Regions from separate parts of the Sus scrofa genome. Here region 2 is linked to region 1. The links are chromatin contacts, called in public HiChIP or PLAC-seq maps. All regions are on one chromosome and are shown on one strand. The core of a region is the stretch at or near the end of the contact, and the rest is flanking DNA. Distances in the headings are between cores, read along the strand shown. Region 1 holds the start of MCEMP1 (mast cell-expressed membrane protein 1). Region 2 holds the start of STXBP2 (syntaxin-binding protein 2).

Region 1 (5,857 bases), core at 1,764-4,263:
TAGCCCCCTCCCTCCACCAAACACCCTTGAAACTCCTTTTTTATTTTTATTTTTTTGCCTTTTAGGGCTGCACCCATGGCATATGGAGGTTCCCAGGCTAGGGGTTTAATCGGACCTTCAGCTGCAGCAAGGCAGGATCAGAGCCTTGTCTGCAACCTACACCATAGCTCATAGAAATGCCAGATCCTTAACCCACTGAGTGAGGCCAGGGATGGAACCTGCAACCTCATGGTTACTAGTTGGATTCGTTTCCTCTGCACCACAATGGGAATTCCTGAAACTCCTTTTTTAAAGCTTTTGCCCCCTGGTCAGCAGCTGGGAGTTGACTTTTGGATGTGAATCTGTCTTCTCCCCAGGTTTCTGGCTTCCTGAATAAAGCAAATTTTCCTTTCCAACCAATGCTTGTCTCTTGAGTATCAGCTTTTGAGTAGCAAGCAAGAGGCTGAACATGAATTTGGTAACAGGAGAAAACTTTGATATTCTAGAGGAGTCCAATGTTGCAGTGAAATGTAGCCAGTCCAAAATGAAATGTGACTTAAGTGTAAATATGCATTTGATTTTGAAGACCTAGTACCAAAAAATGTAAAATATCTCAATAAACACATCGTTCACAAACAACCCAATTAAAAAATGAGCAGAAGACCTAAATAGACATCTAACCAAAGAAGACATACAGATGGCAAGCAGGCACATAAAAAGATTCTCAACATCACTAATTACTGGATAAATGTGAATTAAAGCCACAATGAAGTATCACCTCAACTTAGGATGGCTATGGTCAAAAAACCTACAAATAGCAAATGTTGGCAAGAATGTGGAAAAAAAGGAACCCTTGTACAATGTTGAGGAATGTAAATTGGTCCAGCCACAATGCAAAACAGTATGGAGGTTCTTCAACAAAACCTAAAAATAGAACCAAAACATGATTCAGAAATTCCACTCCTGGGTATATATTCAAAAAAATGAAAACATTAATTTGAAAAGATAAATGTACCCCAAGTTCACAGCAGCCTTGTTTACAATAGCTAAGATATTATGGAAGCAACCCAAGTGTCCATCAACAGATAAATGGATAAGGAAGACGTGGTATATATATACAACGGAATATTACACAGCCATAAAAAAGAACAAAACTTTGCCACCTGCAACAACATGAATGCAGTTGGAGGGCTTAGTGAGATAAGTCAGAGAAAGGCAAATACTGTGTGTTATCAATTGCATGTAGAATCTAAAAAACAGAATGAATATAATCAACCAAACAGAAACAGATTCACAGATGTAGAGAACAAACTTGTGGTTACCAGTGGGGAGAAGAAGGTGGAAGAGGTAATATAAGGGGAAGAGATCAAGAGGTACAAAATACTATGTATAAAATAGATAAGCAACAAGGATACATTGTGCAGCACAGAGAAACATAGCAATTACTTTGTAATAACTTTAATTTTTTAATTTCATGTCCACACCAGTAGCATATGGAAGTTCTTGGGCGGGGGCTGCAACCCACAACTCCGCAGCGACCTGAGCCACTGCAGTTGGATCTTTAATCCACTGCATGAACTCCTGTAATAACTTTGAGTATAACCTAAAAATATTGAATCACCCCATGCTGTACAGTGGAAAAAAACTGTGTTGGGGGAAATAACAATAAAAAAAATTGAATCACTATGTTGTGCACCTGAAACTAATATAAATATTGTAAATCAATGATACTTCAATTTTAAAAAACCTTGCCCGCAAACCTACATGTTTTACATTATATTTCTATAGGAAGCCACTCCTCTAGACCTAAAGAGAAAATTCCCTATATACTTTGTCTTTTTTTTTTCTTTCTAGGGTTGCACCCTTGGCATATGGAAGTTCCCAGGCTAGGGGTTGAACTGGAGCTGCAGCTGCTGGCCTATGCCACAGCCACAGCAAAGCAGGATCTAAGCTTCATTGGCAATCTACACCACAGCTAACGCAACGCTGGATTCTTAACCCACTGAGTGAGGCCAGGGATCAAACCTGTGTCCTCATGGATACTAGTCAGATTCATTTCCACTAAGCCGTGATGGGAACTGCTACTTTGTCTCATTTTAATCCTCAGCTTTTAAGGTCAGATGGGCTCAAAGAGAGCTTTAAGACACCTAGCCAGAGGACAGTGTGAGTTCATGAATATGTATAAGCATGCAAATGAGCGTGCCATGCATACGCGTGAGTAGATGTGTGACTAGGTGTATTTAGGGGTGTGTGCATGTGCATGTGTTTGTGTGTGTGTGTTGGGGGGGGTCAGGGCAGGTGAGCAGATGTGTGGATGAGTGTGTGTTCTTGAGTGTTTCTCCAGGGGTCTGCAGGTGGAGGGGGAAACTACTTCTGGGGTTAGGTCAAGATGAAGTCTGGCCATAGTCCCAGATGTGGGTGTGGCGTTCCAGTGGTGAGCACCATTGCCTCATATCCGTTCCCTTCCTCCAAAGGGCCTTGAAGAAGCAGAACTTCTTAGGGTGGAGCCGAATGGTGGGACTGGGACAGAGCAAAGAAAGGTGTTGGGACCTAGGAATCCTAACTCCAAGGCTGGATACTCCTGCCCCTAAAAGTGGGACTCTGGGGGTGCCACATATCTCCCCTGAGAGCAATGGGAGACAGGAGGATGAGGTTCATCTAGGTAGACAGACAGACACAAAGAGCTTCCTGTAAAGTTCCCATCCTTTAAAAAAAATTATTTTCATTGAGTATAATTGACCGGTGACATTGTGTGAGTTTACAATGCACAATGTGTTGATTTAACACATTTATGCATTACGATAGGTGACCACCATAGCGTTAGTGAGCACCTCCCCCCCCCCAGGTTCCCGACCACTCTATTCCATTTCCAGGTCTATGGGCATCTCTTCTTCATCCTCTGTGACACTCTAGTCTCCTAAGACCCTTCTTGAGCCAGGGTTGGGGTAAGGATGCCCCAGAGTGGGAGGGTCCTGGATCCCTGAAAAGAGGATGACCCCTCCTTCCTTTCCTCCTCCGTAATGCAGAGATTTCCTCATCTGCCCAGACACTTTCCGGTGGGTGGGGATGTGCACAGACAAACCAGCAGGCTGGGGACCATGGAGACTGAGGAAATCTACATGAACCAGGAGCTCAAGATGCAGGCGGCAGCCTTCAAAGACAAGAAAAAGGGGCCCCCAGCCTGTAAAGAAGGTTAGGCACCTCGGGGGCCGGGGGCGGTGGGGAGAGGTCAAGAGGGAGAGGTCAAGGGCCGAAAGTGGGGGCCAGAGGGTTCCCTCCCCCACGCAAAACATGCGTGTTTCTATGTATCACCCAAATGTTCACACGCATCCTCTCCACTTACTCAAGATGAAGATTTTTCCTTCTCCACTCCTTCTCTTTACCCCCAGAAATTTGCTGCTCACAGGGTTTGGTGAACCAAACCTATCTCTGCCCCAGAGCTCCCACCAGGTTTCCACAACCCCTCCCACCGACATGCCCACAGGTGCAAATGACCCTGCCTATGAGAATATCACCTTGACCTTCAGAAACCGGGATCAGTCAAAAAGCAGTCATTCACCGCCCAAGAATAAGGGTAAGTAGCTGCCTGCCAGGGCACATCACACAGCCTTGGGAGGGGCTTCAGGGACATAGGGCAGCATGTGGAGGTCAAGGTCAATGGCTGTGGTGATGTCAAGGCTTGTGTGTGACAGTGGTAGGGGGTAGCTTTGTAGCTGGTGATGATGACCGTGGTGTGATTGTCCTCATGGAAGTGTTGGTGAAGGTCTGGGTGACGGTGATGGTGTCTAGGTGACCATGGAGTGGATCAGGAAGGAATCACCTAGACGGAGCTGATGAGGTCTGGTGATGGGACAATGCTGGCAACATCAGGCACTGATGTCGGTGGCTGTTGGTGACAAGGATGATAAAGGGAGCATAATGGTGACTACTGGGGACGTTTGCAGGGGGCACTGGCTAGGTTGCATGTTGGTGGCAGTGTTATGGATGGCCCCAGCAATTTTTAGTACTGGGACCAGTGGGTGTGGACGACAGAGCTCTCGGTGGTGGTCTGAGTGGCCGTGTTGGGCCCTGGAGGTAACCTGTCCTGCCTCTGCCCCAGTCCCAGTCCGGTCCAGGCCATCCTCAGACCCTGCCCAGTTCTCCCACTGGTTGCACAGAGCCATGATGAGCCTACACATTCTCCTTGCCCTGTCCTGCGTTGTCCTCTTGGCCTTGGTCCTGATGAAGAGTGAGTGGGGGTTTGGTTTTGCTTTTTGGTGGCGAGGAAAGGGTCTGGGGCAGCATAGAGGGGGTCCCCAGGGGCCAGGGAGGCCCAGTGCTGCTCCCAATGGCAGAACTGAGGCGATTCAAAGTTCTTCTTGCTCCACCTCCCCATCCCGAACAGATTCCGAGCTGTCCCAGGAGCTGCTGGTCTTGAAAAGGGAGATCTGGAATGGTGAGAGGAGGCCCGGGGTGAGGGGTGGGGTGGGGGGCAATGGTGACACAGACCTCCCTGATCCGCACCTTCAGTCTCCATTTCGGTGCAAGAGTGCCAGAAAGAGCAGAAGGCAGGCTGGAGCACCATCAAGGAGAGGATCAACTCGAACAAGGAGCTCATTGAAACGGTCAAGAACAAGGTCCAGGAGGGGAACCTGAAACTGAGGACACTGCCAACAGGTGCCCTTACAGACCTTCACTGGGCAAATCTGTCTCCATGCCCAGGGTTGGGCTGGGTGCTGGGCGGGGGGGGGTCAAAGGAGGGGACAGCAGGGGGACCGTCCTCCCAGAGCACAGAGTTTAGGGGTGATGGATGTCACCCTCCAAGTCACTCAGGGAGTATAGAAATGCTGCTGGGAACCCCAAGTACACACATTCTGTGGCAACCCAGATTGGGGGTCAGGAAGGGAGGGGGTTTCTAATAAAGGTGCTAAAGCCCCACCAAGGGCGTTCAGAGAATGTACCCACATGTGTCCATTTGTTTCTGCACTCGCATTCCATGATTCCTGAAGATAAAGCTTTTTCCTTTATCTTTCCCCCAAACCCAGACCTAACCAACATCAAGAATGAGTTACGGAAAGTCACTGAGATGCTGAAGACCCCAAGTCCAAGTAAGTCAGGGCTGGGGAGGTGGATGAGCCCCCATGTGGCCCCAGGTTCTCTTCCAAGAGTGGGATCTGCCTGACCTATGGGCTCTGCCCTCTACCCCACCCCCCACAGAGCCCACAACTAAATAAATGAGAAGACATCAAAACCCTGGCTGCAGAATGGAGGACAAGGTTGCACCTCTCAGTGAAGATGGAAAATGGGGGCCCCAGCCTGGTCTGAACCTGGGTACACACTGTGTTTCATTCCACCTGTAGAAAACCATGTGTCCCGGTGCATGAGTGTTGTGGCTTTGTGTGTGTGCCTGTGCATGTGGCGGGGATAAGCACTTCACAAAGGAAGGTGTTATAGGTGCATGTTGGGAGTCGCAGCGACTGGGGTGTGCACCCCTGTGTCACTGTACACGTGTGGGTGACACGTGTTGCACCTGAGTGTTTCACTGTCAGAGTAAACACGCGTGTGTCCTGTGCAATGGAGTTGTGCCAGGGTGGGGGTGGGGTACACCGTGCAAATGTGTCTCTGTAATTGTGGGTGTGCCCCGTCACTGCCTGTGCTGGTGTGAATAGGAATTTGTGGACATGAGTGTGTCTGATTATGCCACCAAGGGTGTTCACAGTGTGTACCCGGGCACGCGTCCATTCCTTTCTGCACTCTCATTGCGTGGTCCGTGAAGATAAAGGCCAAGGGGAAACAGTGTGGCTTTCCCATCTGTTATTGGTGTGGCTGGGGTGGGGGTGGGGGTGGGGGTGGCTTTGGGAGCTGATGGGGGAGTGTTCTGACTTGGGGAATGGGGAAG
Region 2 (5,857 bases), core at 851-3,350, 37 kb before region 1:
TTATATCTCAATAAAGCTATGAAAGAAAGAGGAAGAGGGGGTTCTCATTGTGGCACAATGGGTTAAGAATCTGAATGCAGTGGTTCTGGTCGCTGCGGAGGTGAGGGTTCAATCCCCAGCCTGGCACAGTGCATTAAAGGATCCAGTGTTGCTGCTGGTGCAGCCATTTAAAAAAGAAAGGAAGGAAGGGAGAGAGGGAGTGAGGGAGAGAAAGAGAAGGTGAAAAAGAAACAAATCTGGCCTCTGCAGCCCCTCCAACCTCACTTCCTTTAAGGGAACTCTCAACCCCACTCTCACCTCATTCCAGCCACTGCTCTCTGCATGGTTACTTCTTGATGTCCTTCAGGGTTATGCTTAAAAGCCACCCCCTCAGGGTAGCCCTCTGGCACCACCTAAATTAAGCATTCCCCAACCCTTGGCACTTGTTATCTTGTCACTGTTTATTTCCTGAAGGCATAATTGATTGTTTTCTGTCTCCTGCTCTTCCTCTGTTCAACTTTTTAACTCAATGGATTTTGTTGCATTTATAGTTGTACAACAATCATCGCAACCCAATTTTATAGCATTTCCATCCCAAACCCCCAGCCCATCCTGTCACCCCCAACGTGTCTCCTTTGGAAACTAAGTTTTTCAAAGTCTGTGAGCCAGTATCTGTTATGAAAAGAAGTTCACTGTGTCCTTTTTTAGATTCCACATGTAAGTGATAGCATATGACACTAGTGTCTCACTAACTTCACTTGGCATGATAATTTTTGGGTCCATCCATGTTGCTGCAAATGCCATTATTTCTTTCCTTTTAATGTCTGAGTAATATTCTAACGTGTATATGTACCACATCTTTTTTTATCCACTTCTCTGTCAATGGGCTCTGTTCAACTTTAAGTGCCACCTGGCAGGCTTTCTGATTTTTTTTTTCCTTTTTTGCTTTTTATGGCTGCACTCACAGTATATGGAGGTTCCCAGGCTAGGGGTCCAATCAGAACTACAGCTGCCGGCCTACACCAGAGTCACAGCAACACAGGATTTGAGCCCTGTGTGTGACCTAACCACAGCTCATGGCAATGCCAGATCCTTAACCCAGTGAGCGAGGCCAGGGATTGAACCCGAAACCTTGTGGTTCCTAGTCGGATTCATTTCCACTGTGCCATGATGGAAACTCCAGCCTTTCTGATCTTATTCACTGCTGGGACTCTACACCTGTCCCATGTAAGTGGCAGAGGGCCCAGCACCTGGTTGACTCTTAAACATGATCAGATAAAAGCACTGATCTGGAACTGAACCAGTTCAGGAGTCTTTATTTACACGATGTGTCACACTTTAAATCCAGGACCCCATTTGTCTGGGTGCTGTTGGACTGTGCCCTCTGCCTAACAAGGTGTCAGCCCTTAGCTGGTGCACAGCAGGCGCAGGCCCTGAAATTTGGAGTTGAGTGTGAATTGAGGTGTGTGTGAGTGTGCAAGCAGTTGAACATGCCACTGAATCCCTGTGTGTATCAGCAAGATTGTGACAAGCATACTTCCTGGGACAGACTGGTGTTTCCCATTGCAATAGGCCTACTCCTCACGTGGCCTTCAACAAGGGTCTGAGCCGTGGTTTCATTGTCTATCCTCCTCCTGTCAGGATCCATGGAGAATCTGGCACCAGTCCCTAGCACACAGTAGGCGCTGGCTTAGCTCCAGCTATTGCTACAAGCCTCCTCTCCAGTTTCATCAGTTGTTGCCCAAGCCCGCTATTGCTGCTAAACTCGGGTACAGAAGTGACTCACAGTGGCCCCGCGGCTCTGGGTGGGCACACAGTATCCTTGAGACACAGAGAAACTTCTGGCAGAGTGGAGCTCTGCCTGGGGAAGATTAAGGGATTTTTGCCTTGCAATCCCACTTTCCCGCTGGACACAAGCGAGGGAAGTGTGTCTGAGCTCACGTCTGTGAGCGTGTCCTCGGGATATGCCCCTTCAGGGACTAGGTGCACGTCTAAGTGGACACATCCGTGGACTAGTTCCGCGAAGAACCCTTCTTTCTCTCCGAGAACAGACGGCGGGGCGGGGCCAGGTGCGCAGGGGCGGGGCCAGGTCCCGCTGGGCGGGGTCCACGTGGATGACGCGAAGGGCCACGCCCCCACCTTGGGACAGACCCGGAAGCGGCGGCGCCCCTAGGGGAAGATGGCGCCCTCGGGGCTGAAGGCGGTGGTGGGGGAAAGTGAGTGCCGCTCCGGGGACGGGCTCTTGCGTCCCCTGGGGGCGGGGGCTGGGGGCGCACGGACCTTGGGACCCAGGCGGTGGGGAGTCGGGGGCCAGTCTGGGCGTCGAGCACAGGACCTTCGAAGGGGCGGGCGGGGACTTGGCCTTAGCTGGACGTCCCAACTCTACCGTGAGAGAGCGGAACAAAGTTGGGCGACTGGACTCCGCGAACCCAAGGGGATCAGACTAAGCGGGGCGCAGCCAGGTGCCAAGCCTGGACTCCGGGACCCGCTGGGATGACAGCGAGGGGTTATGGCACAGCTAGACATCCAGAGACCAGGGTCTCTGAGTCAGGCAAAGTCCGACAGGCTGGACCCCTGAGGCCCCGTGATGCGGACTGGGGCCGGGCTGGGTGTGCTGATGCGTGACCCCAGGTGGTGAGAGTGCCCAGGGGGCGTGTCCAGGCCCCTATCCAGGTCCAAGAGTAGGGGACGCCTTCCTCCTTCTCCAGTCCCCAGGAGCTCCATGCAGCGGCGGGGCGGGGGGAGGGGGGAGAGGTACCCAGGCGTCCAGGCCTCGCGGGCCGGGTTCTTGGAGGAGGGGTGGAGGTCGCTCCCTCCCCCACCTCCGGTAGTTCCGGCCTCAGCAGCTCCTTCCGCCCTGGCCCAGGCTGCCTTGATAACACTGTACATGACAGTCTTGCTGGGCGGAGCTGCCCTGTCCCTTCTACCCACTCCCTTCACTAGGCAGCGCGGAGTGTGGCTCAAACGCCCAGCAACCCAACTGAAAAAGGAGCTTCTTATACAGGGGTTAAAGGGGAGGCAGGAAAGCCACTGCTTCCATTTTACAGATGAGACAACTGAGGCTGGAAGTTGAGTAATGGGATGACCACAGCCAGGCACGCCTCAGAGCAAGGATCTAGGGATCCTGAGTTCTGGTTCAGGGGAAACTGATGGAGGTGGAATGAGGGCGTGGCTGAAATCTCACCAAGAGAACTCAAATAGCAAGAGTTCTCTCAAATAGCTGAGGCCAGCTCTGGAGGCAGGTAGACCTGTTATGTGAGTCCTGGCTTTCCAGTTATTTGTTTATCTAAAAGCATTTATCCAGTGGCTACTTATGCTGTAGGCATTTGGCCACTTAGATGCCCAGGGTGCTTAGGCAACTTAACTTCTCTCTGAAAGTCAATGTCCTTGTCTATAAATCGAGGGTGACCAGGAACTACCTCACAGGACTAGGGGGAGAAGTTACTGGGAGTTCAGATGGAGGTGCTGCCCCGGACCCAAAAGGTTTTGTGGTGTGGTGGGCCCAGAGGACCCAGCATTCTGAGCCTGGCCCTCACTTCCCTGCAGAAATTTTGAGTGGAGTCATTCGGAGCGTCAAGAAGGATGGGGAGTGGAAGGTAGGAGCAAGACAGAATGCCTTGTCCAAACCCATGGTGGGGACGGGGGGCAGGCCCTGAATGTGGGGTTCCCTCCAGCTCCCTGAGGAGGCTGCTAGTCCACAGAGATGGGATCAGATGGGCAGATCTGGGATAGAGTCATGTGGGGAATGGGGTCCTGGGTCCTCCTGTTCAACCGGCTCTTGAAGCTGTCAGGCCTGTCCACCACTCCAGCTCCTCCTCAAGAAGAGCTTAAGCCTCTCCCGCCCTCTGTTGGTCCACTGGTCCATCTGTCCATCCCTCTGGGCAGGTGCTCATCATGGACCACCCGAGCATGCGCATTTTGTCATCCTGCTGTAAGATGTCAGACATCCTGGCTGAGGGCATCACCAGTGAGTGGACACCCCCACCCCAAGCTGCCCAGATGGGTCCAGAGTGTGGGATCCCCTCAAATTGTCCAGAACTCCCAAAGTATGCAACTTCCTGCATAGACAGCCCTGATTCGCTAGCCCATAATAGACAGGCTTCCCACACAGGGCTCCCTGACTGCGACCCTTAAGAGGGCAGCCTCCCCAGCTGTGCAACCCCTGTGTGTGGAACCCCATGTAGGACTCCCAGGGTGAACTCAGTGTGTGACCCCCAGAGTGTGCAACTTTCTATGAGACATCCCCAGGGGGTATGACTCTGTGACCCCCAAATGTGGAGAACCCTGCCTCTGTAGCTCTTAGCTGTGTGACCCATCACCTGCCTTGGACCCTGAGGGAGGTCACCCTTTCACGTGCCCAAGCATCTAAGCCTCCTTCCCAAGTGTCCAGCTCCCTGAGTCTGAGACTCCTTATGGGCCTTGGCCCCATTCTCTCTTCCTACTAGTTGTTGAGGACATCAACAAACGGCGCGAACCCATCCCCAGCCTGGAGGCCATTTATCTGCTGAGCCCCACGGAGAAGGTGCTTATGTGAATGGGTGTGTGTGCATGCGTGCACATGCGTGCACGTCTGCGTGTGTACGGGGGACAGGCAGCAGCTGGGAGACACGGGCAGGGGATGGTCAGGCTAGGGGTAGTGGGCCAACCCCGGAAAGTGATCTGCCTTCCCCAGTCGGTGCAGGCCCTGATTGCAGACTTCCGGGGGACACCGACCTTCACCTACAAAGCAGCACATGTCTTCTTCACCGATAGTGAGTGAGGAAAGCCAAGGGTCTGGGGGTCTGGGCCAGGGGGTGTTGGGGCTTCTCTGGCCTGATGCCCCCTATTACCCATGTGGCACAGCCTGCCCGGAGCCCCTGTTCAGTGAGCTGGGCCGCTCCCGTCTGGCAAAGATGGTGAAGACGCTGAAAGAGATCCACCTTGCTTTCCTCCCATATGAGGCCCAGGTACAGTCCAGCCTAGTCCTGGGAGGGGTGGGGGTGGAGTCTGTCACCGAACATCCCAGGTTCCTTCAGAAACAGGCACTGAAACAAGTTAAAGGGGACACTGAACCGGAAAGGAAAGGGGCCAACGCCGGGCAGAATGAGCTTTCTTTTTTTTCTTTCTTTTCTTTTCTTTTTTTTTTTGGCTTTTTATGGCTGTGCCCACAGCATATGGAGGTTCCTAGGCTAGGGGTCGAATCGAGCTACAGCTGCCAGCCTATGCCAGAGCCACAGCAACTCCAGCAACTCCAGATCCGAGCCGCATCTGGGACCGCGACACCACCGCTCACAGCAATGCCAGATCTTTAACCCACTGAGCGAGGCAAGGGATTGAACCTATGTCCTCATGCATACTAGTCAGACTAGTTTCCGGAACTCCCAGAATGAGCTCTTACTACTGTGGGCACCTGGAGTTTTGTCCTCCTGGGAAAGGGCAGGGGGCATGTAGAGCACATCTCAGTTCCCGCCCACACCGCAGGGGACAGGGGGAAAGTCACCTTCTCCTCTAGGCAATTGTTGGGGGCTGTCCTAGATGTGGCCCCTGGATGGCAAAGAGGCTCTAGAGACCACAGGAAGCCCCCAGGAGGGGCAGCTGGTGGCGGCTGGGGTCCGGAGGGGGCGCACCTCCAGCAGGGGCTCTGGCACTGTGTCCTCCCAGGTGTTCTCCCTGGATGCGCCCCACAGCACCTACAACCTCTACTGCCCCTTCCGGGCAGGTGAACGGGCACGGCAGCTTGAGGTGCTGGCTCAACAAATCGCCACCCTTTGCGCCACACTGCAAGAGTACCCAGCCATCCGCTACCGCAAGTGGGCACCCCCTCCCGAGGATGACTCCTGACCTTGACCCCCCTCCTGCTTCCAGCCTTTAACCTGTCTTCTGACCCCAGCCCCCAGCC

The links. HiChIP or PLAC-seq counts read pairs in DNA pulled down with a chosen protein or histone mark.
Region 2: a contact with region 1 is called in an H3K27ac HiChIP or PLAC-seq map of alveolar macrophages, with 7 times the contacts expected there. The contact joins the promoter of STXBP2 here to the promoter of MCEMP1 in region 1. A contact is called at or near these places in 2 of 5 promoter capture datasets (fetal liver and liver), 17 of 47 Hi-C or Micro-C datasets (alveolar macrophages, blood, brain and 8 more) and 1 of 2 datasets of contacts at active chromatin or transcription factors (alveolar macrophages).

The regions. Positions count from the first base shown.
Region 1 is chr2:71,473,282-71,479,138 of Sscrofa11.1, reverse strand. MCEMP1 (mast cell-expressed membrane protein 1) reads left to right here and starts at 3,013. Exons shown (of 7, transcript XM_021083917.1): 1 at 3,013-3,171; 2 at 3,369-3,553; 3 at 4,079-4,207; 4 at 4,364-4,414; 5 at 4,489-4,635; 6 at 5,004-5,066; 7 at 5,176-5,755. The coding sequence starts at 3,454. The coding sequence ends at 5,192. All of the region lies in intron 1 of PCP2 (Purkinje cell protein 2 homolog), which reads right to left.
Region 2 is chr2:71,509,689-71,515,545 of Sscrofa11.1, reverse strand. STXBP2 (syntaxin-binding protein 2) reads left to right here and starts at 2,100. Exons shown (of 19, transcript XM_003123150.6): 1 at 2,100-2,195; 2 at 3,526-3,575; 3 at 3,865-3,946; 4 at 4,425-4,501; 5 at 4,652-4,730; 6 at 4,822-4,925; 7 at 5,620-5,768. The coding sequence starts at 2,159. The region is part of intron 1 of PCP2 (Purkinje cell protein 2 homolog); the gene reads right to left.